2 separate regions of the Mus musculus genome follow, and region 1 is linked to region 2. A link is a contact called in public Hi-C data. All regions are on one chromosome and are shown on one strand. The core of a region is the stretch at or near the end of the contact, and the rest is flanking DNA. Distances in the headings are between cores, read along the strand shown.

What was found. Hi-C and Micro-C count contacts between places; a contact is called where the count stands out from the background.
Region 1: a Hi-C map of uterus shows a contact between it and region 2, with 4 times the contacts expected there. The contact joins two enhancer-like sites. A contact is called at or near these places in 2 of 15 datasets of contacts at CTCF or cohesin (embryonic stem cells and large pre-B cells), 16 of 484 Hi-C or Micro-C datasets (B cells, ECoMG myeloid progenitors, the G1E-ER4 cell line and 10 more) and 5 of 115 datasets of contacts at active chromatin or transcription factors (astrocytes and embryonic stem cells).

The regions. Positions count from the first base shown.
Region 1 is chr5:53,878,592-53,883,435 of GRCm38.p6, reverse strand. All of the region lies in intron 15 of Tbc1d19 (TBC1 domain family, member 19), which reads right to left. Among named protein-coding and RNA genes, the nearest start is that of Gm40305, 47 kb to the left of the region's middle. Within about 2 kb of position 2,980, at least 26 of the 459 cell types and tissues checked have an H3K27ac peak or open chromatin away from gene starts, as enhancers often do. A contact at or near this core is called in uterus, where this site is marked.
Region 2 is chr5:53,355,455-53,360,455 of GRCm38.p6, reverse strand. No RefSeq gene overlaps it. Among named protein-coding and RNA genes, the nearest start is that of Gm40303, 91 kb to the right of the region's middle. Within about 2 kb of position 3,340, at least 47 of the 459 cell types and tissues checked have an H3K27ac peak or open chromatin away from gene starts, as enhancers often do. A contact at or near this core is called in uterus, where this site is marked.

The sequences.
Region 1 (4,844 bases), core at 1,731-4,230, 520 kb before region 2:
AACTGTGGAAAACTACCATTGTGCCTCCGCCTAAGGTGAGAGTTAGAAAGGAGAGAACTGGCATTCTGCTCCTGTGAGTCCAGGTACAGTCAGATTGCAGCTATGAGCATGAGCATCCTTGACTGCAGCTAGGTTGTTCCCACTGTGTCAGAAACTAAGGAAGTCGTTATCCCTTCCCAACTGTGACTCATGTACTAGCAAGGAGTCAACTTATTATTACCCTCAAAAGCCCAGGTCTCAGGTTTAACTGTAACAGCATCTGCATTATGCTTTGGACCTTCTCCTTTGTGGCTTTTCAACAGAATCATGGCAAGGAATGCCCTATAAAGGCGGAGGGTTCACCAGGATTTGTAAGGAGCAGAAAGATAACCTTATTCCCATGAATAAATGTATCACACACCTCATAAATATTTACAATACATTAAAAAAGTCAACAGGGCAACACCCAATGGTCTGTCCAGTCCCCTTGCCCTGCATAGCGCCCTCCCCCAACACACACACACAGGTTTGGATCCGCCTGCTCCAATCTCTTTGGGTTGTACTATCATTTTGCTTTGCTTTCTGCTACACTATCTGTGTCTCTCAGCTCAGTTGTTTCTTTTGAAAAGACTAGATTAAAGAGAAATCTACTGATGAGACATTCAAATTCATTTTCTACTGAGATGGCAGAGCAGTAGAAACTAATATACATGCTTACAAAGAAGGGCATCAAGCTGTAAGGCTGGCCATGGAAGTAAATTTGAGAACTGTTCCTCTTAAACAACTGCATCCCACACTAGCGTCCAGTCGGCCAAGGATCAGTGAGATTTTCAAGGCATTTTTTGTAAACATCACTTTATCTAAACTATCACAACATCAATTTTACTAATAATTATATTCTTGGAGTGATTTAGGAGACATATTGACAGGGCTATAGTATAAATCTATATGGTACAATAATTGGCAAGAACTTTACACAAAGTCCACATCAGTTGCAAAGAAAGACTTAAAGTGTAACTTTAGCACACTAAACATCTTGTTATATTCCATGAAAAGTTGGAATTTATATAGCCTTGGTTCCAAACAGAATACTTGTAATTTATACTACTGAATATCTTGTAGTACACTAAATTAGTTTATCAATGCACTCTAGAAAAAAACCCCAAAATGTTTTTATTGATGTGATTGCTTACTTATTTTAACGTATAGAAATGCTGCATACTTCTAACCAATAAGGAGGCAGACCAGCACCAGCACCAGCCACCTAGCCTGAGTTCTAAGAACTCACAGTTGGATCTCAGTCTAAAGCATGCCCATCCATAAAGGACATGGGCTGTTCCCAAGGCTTGCTTGTGCTATGCTGGGTCAAACTCCGGCTCCCTGTGATGCCTACTTTGTAGTCCCAATTTTGACCATGAAAGTCATATACAACCCTTCTGGAAATGTGCAGAAATGGTTAATTTTGCCCCAGCTCTGTCACAAGTGGGAACCCTCTGAGGTTCTATGAGGCTCTTGATTTGTTCCTCAGAAAAAATAGTCTGGCACAGATCCCCATTTTATTCTCCTCTGAAAGCCGATGACTAAAACCTCTAAGTATTTTCCTCCCCACACAGCCACAGCTAAGACAGTGCATTTAGACAGTTGTTTTTGGACCTGAGTAGGGTCTGTGTTCTTATCTGCTACATTTCTTCTTTGTGAACTATTCCGGTTGGGAGATAATTAATGGGTTTGGATTGTTATCTAATGTGCTTGCTAGTCTCCCGGATACATACTATCTATGTTCTCATTCAAGGCAATATAAAAATGGTGACAGAGAAAGGGTGAGGATAGTAACTGTCCCTAGGCTTCAGTGCATGGCCCAGTGCCCTGCTGCAGTCAGTGAAGGCCATGACTGGTGACAGCATACTTGCTTGGCCAATCTAGTTTTGTCACTTAGGAGCTTTTTGTGTCTTTCAGTAAGCTTCTTAACTTCTGCAAGCGTCACTTCCCTTATGCACAAATCAGAGAACATAAACCTACTTTACATGGTTAAATGAGATAATAACTATGGCTCAGAAGTAAAATGCATGGGTTTGTAGTAAATGTATACAGTTGATATAGGCATTCACAAAATAATGTCAGTATTTCTTTGTTAAAAACAATTCAATAAGAGCATCATCATGGGAACCCCGTTATTATTGTGAGCTAGTGTGCCAGACCACCCAGAAGTTAGGCAGCAGGGGTCTGAAGTGTCACCTGCTCTAAGTCTAAAGAACTCTTTCTCCGGTGTCTCACCTGAAAGCATGAGGCACATTTATAATACACTGGGCTACTTTGGCAGCTTCTGGTGCTTATTAAGGTTCTTGTTATCGCTCTTTGTTTAGCCTCTATGCTTTGAAAATGGTCTCCCTTTTAATGCCCAGCAGGCCCTCCCTCCCCTACACTAGGAGGCTGAGGTCACTGGCATGAACTCTGGCCTGTCTGTTGTTTATTCCTGACTATTTCTTACTTGCATCCTCAGCAGGAAGACATTTCCGTTCCCCTTTCAGCTCGCTAAATCCTGTTTCCTTAACTTCTCCAGCTGTCAGCAAGATAATTCCACTGTGAGCTAGGAAAAGCTGTTATGCTTTTAAAGGAGTATTTACACAAACAAATAGTAATATGGAGCAGAGAGAGAGTGGCCAGGAAAACAGACCATTTACCCATTGGCTGGCTGTACAACAAGCCTGCCAATCCCTGATTTGGAATCGTGTCCATCAGCTCTCCTTCCTCCTTCACGTTTATTATCCCACAAGTATCTCCTGAACCTCTAGGATATGCTGGATGTTCTTCTAAGGACTGCAACTGGCCGTTTGTAATGGAAAAATCATAAAATACGTTTCTACATTCAGACAGTAATAAATGCTATCAAGAAAAATAGCAGACTAAAGAGGGATGAGGGGCACAGTCAGGCCAGGCAAAGGGAGAAGAAGCCAGTGGCTGGATGCTCTGGCAGCCAACCGACGGCTGTGAGGAGAAAAGTTCACTGTGCACAGCTAGTGTAAGGAGGATGGCCGGGCTCTGTCCTTCTATTGTGGAGCATAGAAGCACAGTGACCTTCTAAGTTTTGTATCTTTAGTTTCTATGGAAACCTTTCAACCAAAGATTTTATATATAACCCTCCCACTCCTATATATGCCCTCATCACAATCAACATTCTACACTCCTTCCCTTTACTTTCCCAGACACCTTTACATGTAGTATATTTTCTGCCTATACAGTCCTAACTTCTGATAGCCAAATCGGGGGTTTCTCTGCCTGTGGTGGTTAGATTTGCTTCAGACAACTGAAGGTTTCTCTCAACCTTGACCTTGCCATGGCAATGATGAGCAGGGAGGAGTGAGCTGTTTCCCAAACCTTCTGCTTCTGTAGTTTGTTGTTCTGTGGTTCTTCTGGCCACTCCTAATCTCAGCTAGTTCCAAGACTCTATCATACTTACCTCCACGCTCTCTCTACCAGATTCTCATTATTAACCTTTAATTCAAACTGTGAAATCCCGGCATCCTGCCTCCTTCTGGATGCTGTTTCTATGATTGCTTAGCACATGCCCTGACATACAGGAAAAGACCCTTTGGACTATTATTGCTTTCTAGTTCTCCTTTGGTTCTGGTACCTGATATAGAATGTAGTCTCTTTCTGGTCAACTGGGCTATATCACCAACATCATTCCTTTTCTCCACCCTACAAACAGGACTGTAACCTTCAATCCTGAAGAGGATGCTTTCCTATTCAACCTTTGAGTGAGCAGGGCTCTAGGCAATGATCTTCCTCACTAGCCCTGCCCCTGGCTTACTCCTTCAAAGTGTTTTCTTTTAATACCCTATTATTTTAGAATTTTATATAATGTATTTTGATCGTACTCAGCAACACTCTAGAATCAGCTCCCAGTAGTCCTTGAACTTCTCACCCAAAACAGTTCATCACAGAGCACTCCTGTACTAGCGGACCTACCCTGACTGGATGAGGCATGACTCTCTGTATGCCCAGACAACACTATGCAATTCTGGCTCTGTCACTGCCTATAGATATGGAGGGAGGTAAGTTATTTAACTTATTTATTCTTCCACACTTTCTCAGGCTAAGGACAGTGACCCTAAGCTGAGGTCACTCTTCTTAGTGACCACCCCATATTTCCAGGCCCAGTTTCCTAAAGCCAGCTCACAAAGCTTGACGGTTCTTTTCCGTCCTGAATATATATACCGCAGGATGCAGATGTGGTCCCAGGGTCGTTCTCTGTGCAATCATCAGCAGGACGGGAAGGAGGTGTGCTTATTGTACTCTAGGAATGGTGGAGGAGACAGAGAATCCAAACCTGGCCTTCCACAAGGTTATTAGATTCCAGCTCTGGCTTACAACTTTTAGTATTTGGATTTATGACAGATGTGAGGGTGATGGCCTGCCTAGTTTTTCCCTATAGTGTTGCCAACTGGAAGGTGAGATAGCAAAGCAATGTGGGTACTACAGTACAATACTTGACAAGTCAGCAATTAACACAAGACGTTTTCCTTCTCTATCTCTCTGGCCTATTTTTATTTTTGTAAAACACAAATTCGTTGAGCATAGGATAGATATTACTTATCCACCCACTAAGATAAGCACTGTGACAAGAATATAATTGTGCTCATTACATGCTTGCAGAAAGAGACACGAAGCCTGCAGAGTCTGACTCTGCTATTTTTGAACCGTTTATTTAGTTACCTCCATCTAGGGCCTGTAATTGGGCACTGGTGAGCTCTTACCTGTGGTTCTACAAAAGCCTTCTAATTTCTGCTCCTCCCTCCAAATGCTCAGCTCACTCACTAACCAAATTTCGAAATTGCTCATTATCTTCTGAAAATAGTGCTGAG
Region 2 (5,001 bases), core at 2,091-4,590:
CTGCTGAACTTCTAACCTGCTTAAGTGAAGACCCATCTGTCGTCCTTGACCCTGTGGTGTCCCCTCCACTCTCATCCCAACGGTGTGATGAAGACTGAGTGTAAGCCTGTGTAACACGCTAAAAATGCACGGCTGGCTGACTGTACTGTTAATGAGAAAGAGCGCGGTGAAAACCCGACGAGGTTGCTCACGCGGTCTCCCTTTCTGCAGCAGACCAAGTCTGGAAGCTTTTCCACACTTTTCCAGGGAAAGGGAGTCAGCCTCAAGCAGAGTAATCAGTGAAAGCTGCTTCTCCAACAGTCCCCAGGCGAGACTCCTGTGACCCTGTCCCGGCCAGAGTGCAGAGCCCCTTCGGGCAAGGTGACTCGTTGAGGTGATAAGTGTTCTCTGGAGTCTGGTTCTTTCTCAGAACTAGACTAGCTGGAGACAAAGGTTGTTCCTGCTCGCGATAAGCTTAAGAAGCCGCCTCTGGCTCTGGAGTTGATGCAATTACAACAGGAAAGGGACCTGGGGTTGGAAGGAACTCACGTAGGTAAAGGATCAGGTCAGAGCTAACCAGAAACTGTGGTCACCTCTCTGGGATGGCACATAGGTGGGTCAAAAAAGTTCATGGCCCCTGCTACTGTACCACCCAGAGGCCTGGCACAACCAGGCTGCTCCACTCACTCAGAAATAGCAGCCATGCCCCCACTAGCTCTCCCATCTCAGGAAGGCCTTCCTCATCTCACACCAGTGAGACCTGTCCTCACCACTCATCCTCTCCCTCTTCCAGGCCCCTCTGCGGCCTGCACATTCTCCTACCCAGTCTTTCCACATCAGAACGATGGAGTGTCTCCTTCTAAGGGACTTTGGCCTCTCACAGGGAGGAAGACACGTGCCCAGTAGGCCCTAAGGAAATGCTCACGGGGTGGACCAACAGACTCCTCATTCTTCCTTCAACTAAGCACATGTTCAAGATCCCCTCACAGGACTGCTTCATGCTCATCTAGAGCTCAGTGCTCTATTCCATCTTCCTCTGTAGCCAAATTACCCTACCCAACACACACACACACACACACACACACACACACACACACACACACACACACACACACACATACCACAGGCACACACAAACACCTTACACAAACACCACAAGCATACACCAAATACATACACACACATACACACACCATACAAACACCATAGGCACACACACACACCTTACACAAACACCACAAGCATACACCATACACACACACATACCACACAAACACCACAGACACACACATATCACATACCAGACACACACACATTACACACCACATACCATAGGCACACATCACACACTCACACACACATCACACCACATGTACACACCACACAACACCACATACTCATCATCACACACATACATACACCACAGGTACACACCAAACATAACACACCACTACACACACACACACACAACTCAACCACATGTACACACCACACAATATCACACATACTACACACCCCATACCACAGACACATACACCACACACAAACACCAGACACACCCACCAAACATACACACATCACACACACACAAACCGCAGTAAGAACCTCGTTAGTCTCTGAATACCAGGGATGCAAATGCCCTACAGATATCATGGTTCATTGTTTAACAAATGAGAACACTCAAGCCAAAGCAATCCAATCATTTGTACAAACTGACAATGCTTTAGGCTTTCTTTAATTTCTAACTGTATCTCTCCCCATCAATAATCGTGCTCCGTTTAATTTAGCCCAGGGCCCCACAGAGTCTTTACATACATACAGGTGAGTGAGTGTTCCCCTCAGAGAGAGAAGATTATATTTATCTATCTCTTAATACAAGGCAGGACTTGAGGGACCCCAAATGGAACAGGACATCATTTCAGGGAGATGTCCACACTCAACTTGGTAGGTTTTGGAAAGGCTTCCGAACACAAGCTGCTACTGCTGTGACCCCAGGCAAGGGCAGGTGACAGAGCAGGGGCAGGGGTGGGGGTGGGGGAGAGGCGGGGACACATGAGGCAGGGCTGGTGGTGGTGAGACAGGAGGTCACCTGTGACAGAGGAATGGATGGGGTTTCCCCTGAAGGTGCAGAGAGGGACGTGAGGCTGTAGGCTAGAGCCTTGTGTGGTGCAGCAGGAAGACACCCCGTCTTCAAGCCCTGCCATTTTAAAGGAACAAGGCTGCTGACATTTTGGGAAATGAGCAAACAGGACTAAGAGCTGGGGCCCACCAGAGCAGCAAGAGACAAAGGAAAGCTGAGAGTTAGCTCTTAGCTACAAGTGGAGGAAGAGGAATCCAGTTTCGAAAGCACGACAGGTTTTTCTCTTCCGGTCCTCATCTTCCAGTCCTCATCTTCCAGTCCTCATCTTCCAGTCCTCATCTTCCAGTCCTCATCTTCCAGTCCTCATCTTCCAGTCCTCATCTTCCAGTACTCATCTTCCAGTCCTCATCAGATTCCAGAAGTGAGAAAAATACAGATTCCTAAGCCAGTTGCAACCCGGCTCTACCCTTTTCTTTTTCTTTGAGATTTCCAGGTACACAGACATGGCAAACTTTGTGACTTCCTTGGTGACTGTCCCTTCCTGCCCCTGACCTCTGTGTCCTCTCCCAATGGCTTTGCCCTCCTGCAGTTTGCAAAGAACACAGGTGAAAAGAGGAGGAAGAATTGGAAAAAAATCCCATCTCCCATCCCCTGGGGGTTGTGGGGGGTGCTCTCTGATTAACCCGAATTTCAGATTTCTCTATTGTGTGTGCGTGTGTTGTGATTAGGTGGGTATGGAGGTCGGAGGACAGCTTGCAAGAGTCAGTTCTCTCCCTCCAATTTCTGTGGGTCCTGAGGATCAAACTCAGATTTTCAGGCTTGCTATGGGCTATCAGGGATGAGTCAACTTGCCAGCCCCCACATGATCCTCCTTAGAAATGCAGGCAGGGGTGAACATTGTCCAAGGCTCTCCCTTGGAATTCTCCCTGCAACCAATTTGAGAGCCTGTGCACAGGGGATGGGTTGGCCTCTCCCTTGCCCCCACCCCCACCCCGTGGCTCTCCAGTCATTCTTCCCTAAAGGCAGATGGGTATCTAGAAGTCTTTCACAAACGGCTCCAGGGGAACCCAGGAAGCTGTCAGCACAGACCTGGAGCCGAAGGGGTCAGCCTGGAAGTAATCCACTGGCGTGTGGCTTCTCCCCGAAAATAGATCCTAGGCCCACCACAGGCTTGCTGTTGTAAGACAAGGCAACCTTTGAACCAATTTAAGAGGTAGATTTTTCAGCCGGCAAAGCCAGTGCACATACACAGAAGAGTTTTAGAGCCCAGTGGAGGCTGAGTCACCAAGAGAGGACGGCTGGCTCATGAGACATCTCCCCGACTTGAAGGCTTCCAGGCCAAGAAGAGATTTGTAACCCGTGCAACACAGAAATAGCAGCCATGCCCCCACTAGCTCTCCCATCTCAGGAAGGCCTTTCTCATCTCACACCAGTGAGACCTGTCCTCACCACTCATCCTCTCCCTCTGCGGCCTACACATTCTCCGACCCAGTCTTTCCACTTCAGAATGATGGAGTGTCTCCTTCTAAGGGACTTTGGCCTCTCACAGGGAGGAAGAAACGTGCCCAGTAGGCCCTAAGGAAATGCTCACGGGGTGGACCAACAGACTCCTCGTTCTTCCTTCAACTAAGCACATGTTCAAGATCCCCTCACAGGACTGCTTCATGCTCATCTAGAGCTCAGTGCTCTATTCCATCTTCCTCTGTAGCCAAATTACCCTACCCAACACACACACACACACACACACACACACACACACACACCTCACACACACCTCACACAAACACCATACACATACACACACATACACACACCATACAAACACCACAGGCACACACACACACACACCTTACACTAAAATTAATAATAATAATAATAAAGTATTGTTTATGCCCAGAAAGAATTAACAAATCAACTCATAATAAAGTAAGACAATTATAATAATATAACCTAATAAACATTTTGTGAGTGTGGGCTCTCTCTCAAAATGTCTACCGTCTCTCTACTTAGAAGAAGCCCTGCGTGGCTTCTCCTTGGCACAGCCCAACCCACTACAATCCGCTCTTGTTCTCTGAGGATGAGGTCAAGGAAAGTGAGAGTTGCGAGGACCTTGGCACTATGACAATGCGCCTATCAATCTGAAAATGGAGTCAGCTGTCTATACGAAATGTTCCTCCCACTCCAAAGGGAAGAAGATAATTGATTCTTATATGATTCAAATACGAGTGACCATGGACTGGGAACACAGGTTCCCCTTGTCCCAGAATAATGCATCCCAAGGTGGAGACAGTTTGGAGAACTTTATAGCTAAGGACAGGATTAGGGACTCAGGCACTGTCTGGTAGCATTCTTGGTTTGGAGGTGGGTGAAGGTTAAGCTCTGGTTCCTGTATTCCAGCAGGATTTACCTGATCACAGGAAGGATGTTACTAAAGATAGGAATGATAAGAGGCTATTAAGCAGACCAAAGATAACCAAAGAGGAGCCTGGATCGACAGCATTCCAACTCTTCGTAATCGTTACATTTTAATCAGTTCATCAGCCCAGTGGACTCTTTAACATAGGTGTGGCTCTTTTCTTCTTCTTCTTCTTCTTCTTCTTCTTCTTCTTCTTCTTCTTCTTCTTCTTCTTCTTCTTCTTCTTCTTCTTCTTCTCCTTCTCCTCCTCCTCCTCCTCCTCTTCCTCCTCCTCCTCCTCCTCCTCCTCCTCCTCCTCCTTCTCCTCCTCCTTCTCCTCGGAACTCAGTTCACGCCCATCCTGAAATCAAATAACCCACTGCATGGTGGCTTCCAGAGGAGAAGGACCCTTTGTTGGGGGGGGGGGGCGGGGGAGGTTCTCAAACAACCAAGGTTTAACCACCTGCTCAGCATTTAACTGCTCAGAAGAGGCCAGATTAACCAAGCAAAAGACTCCCATGGATCCTTTGTGCCTCTATCAACCCAG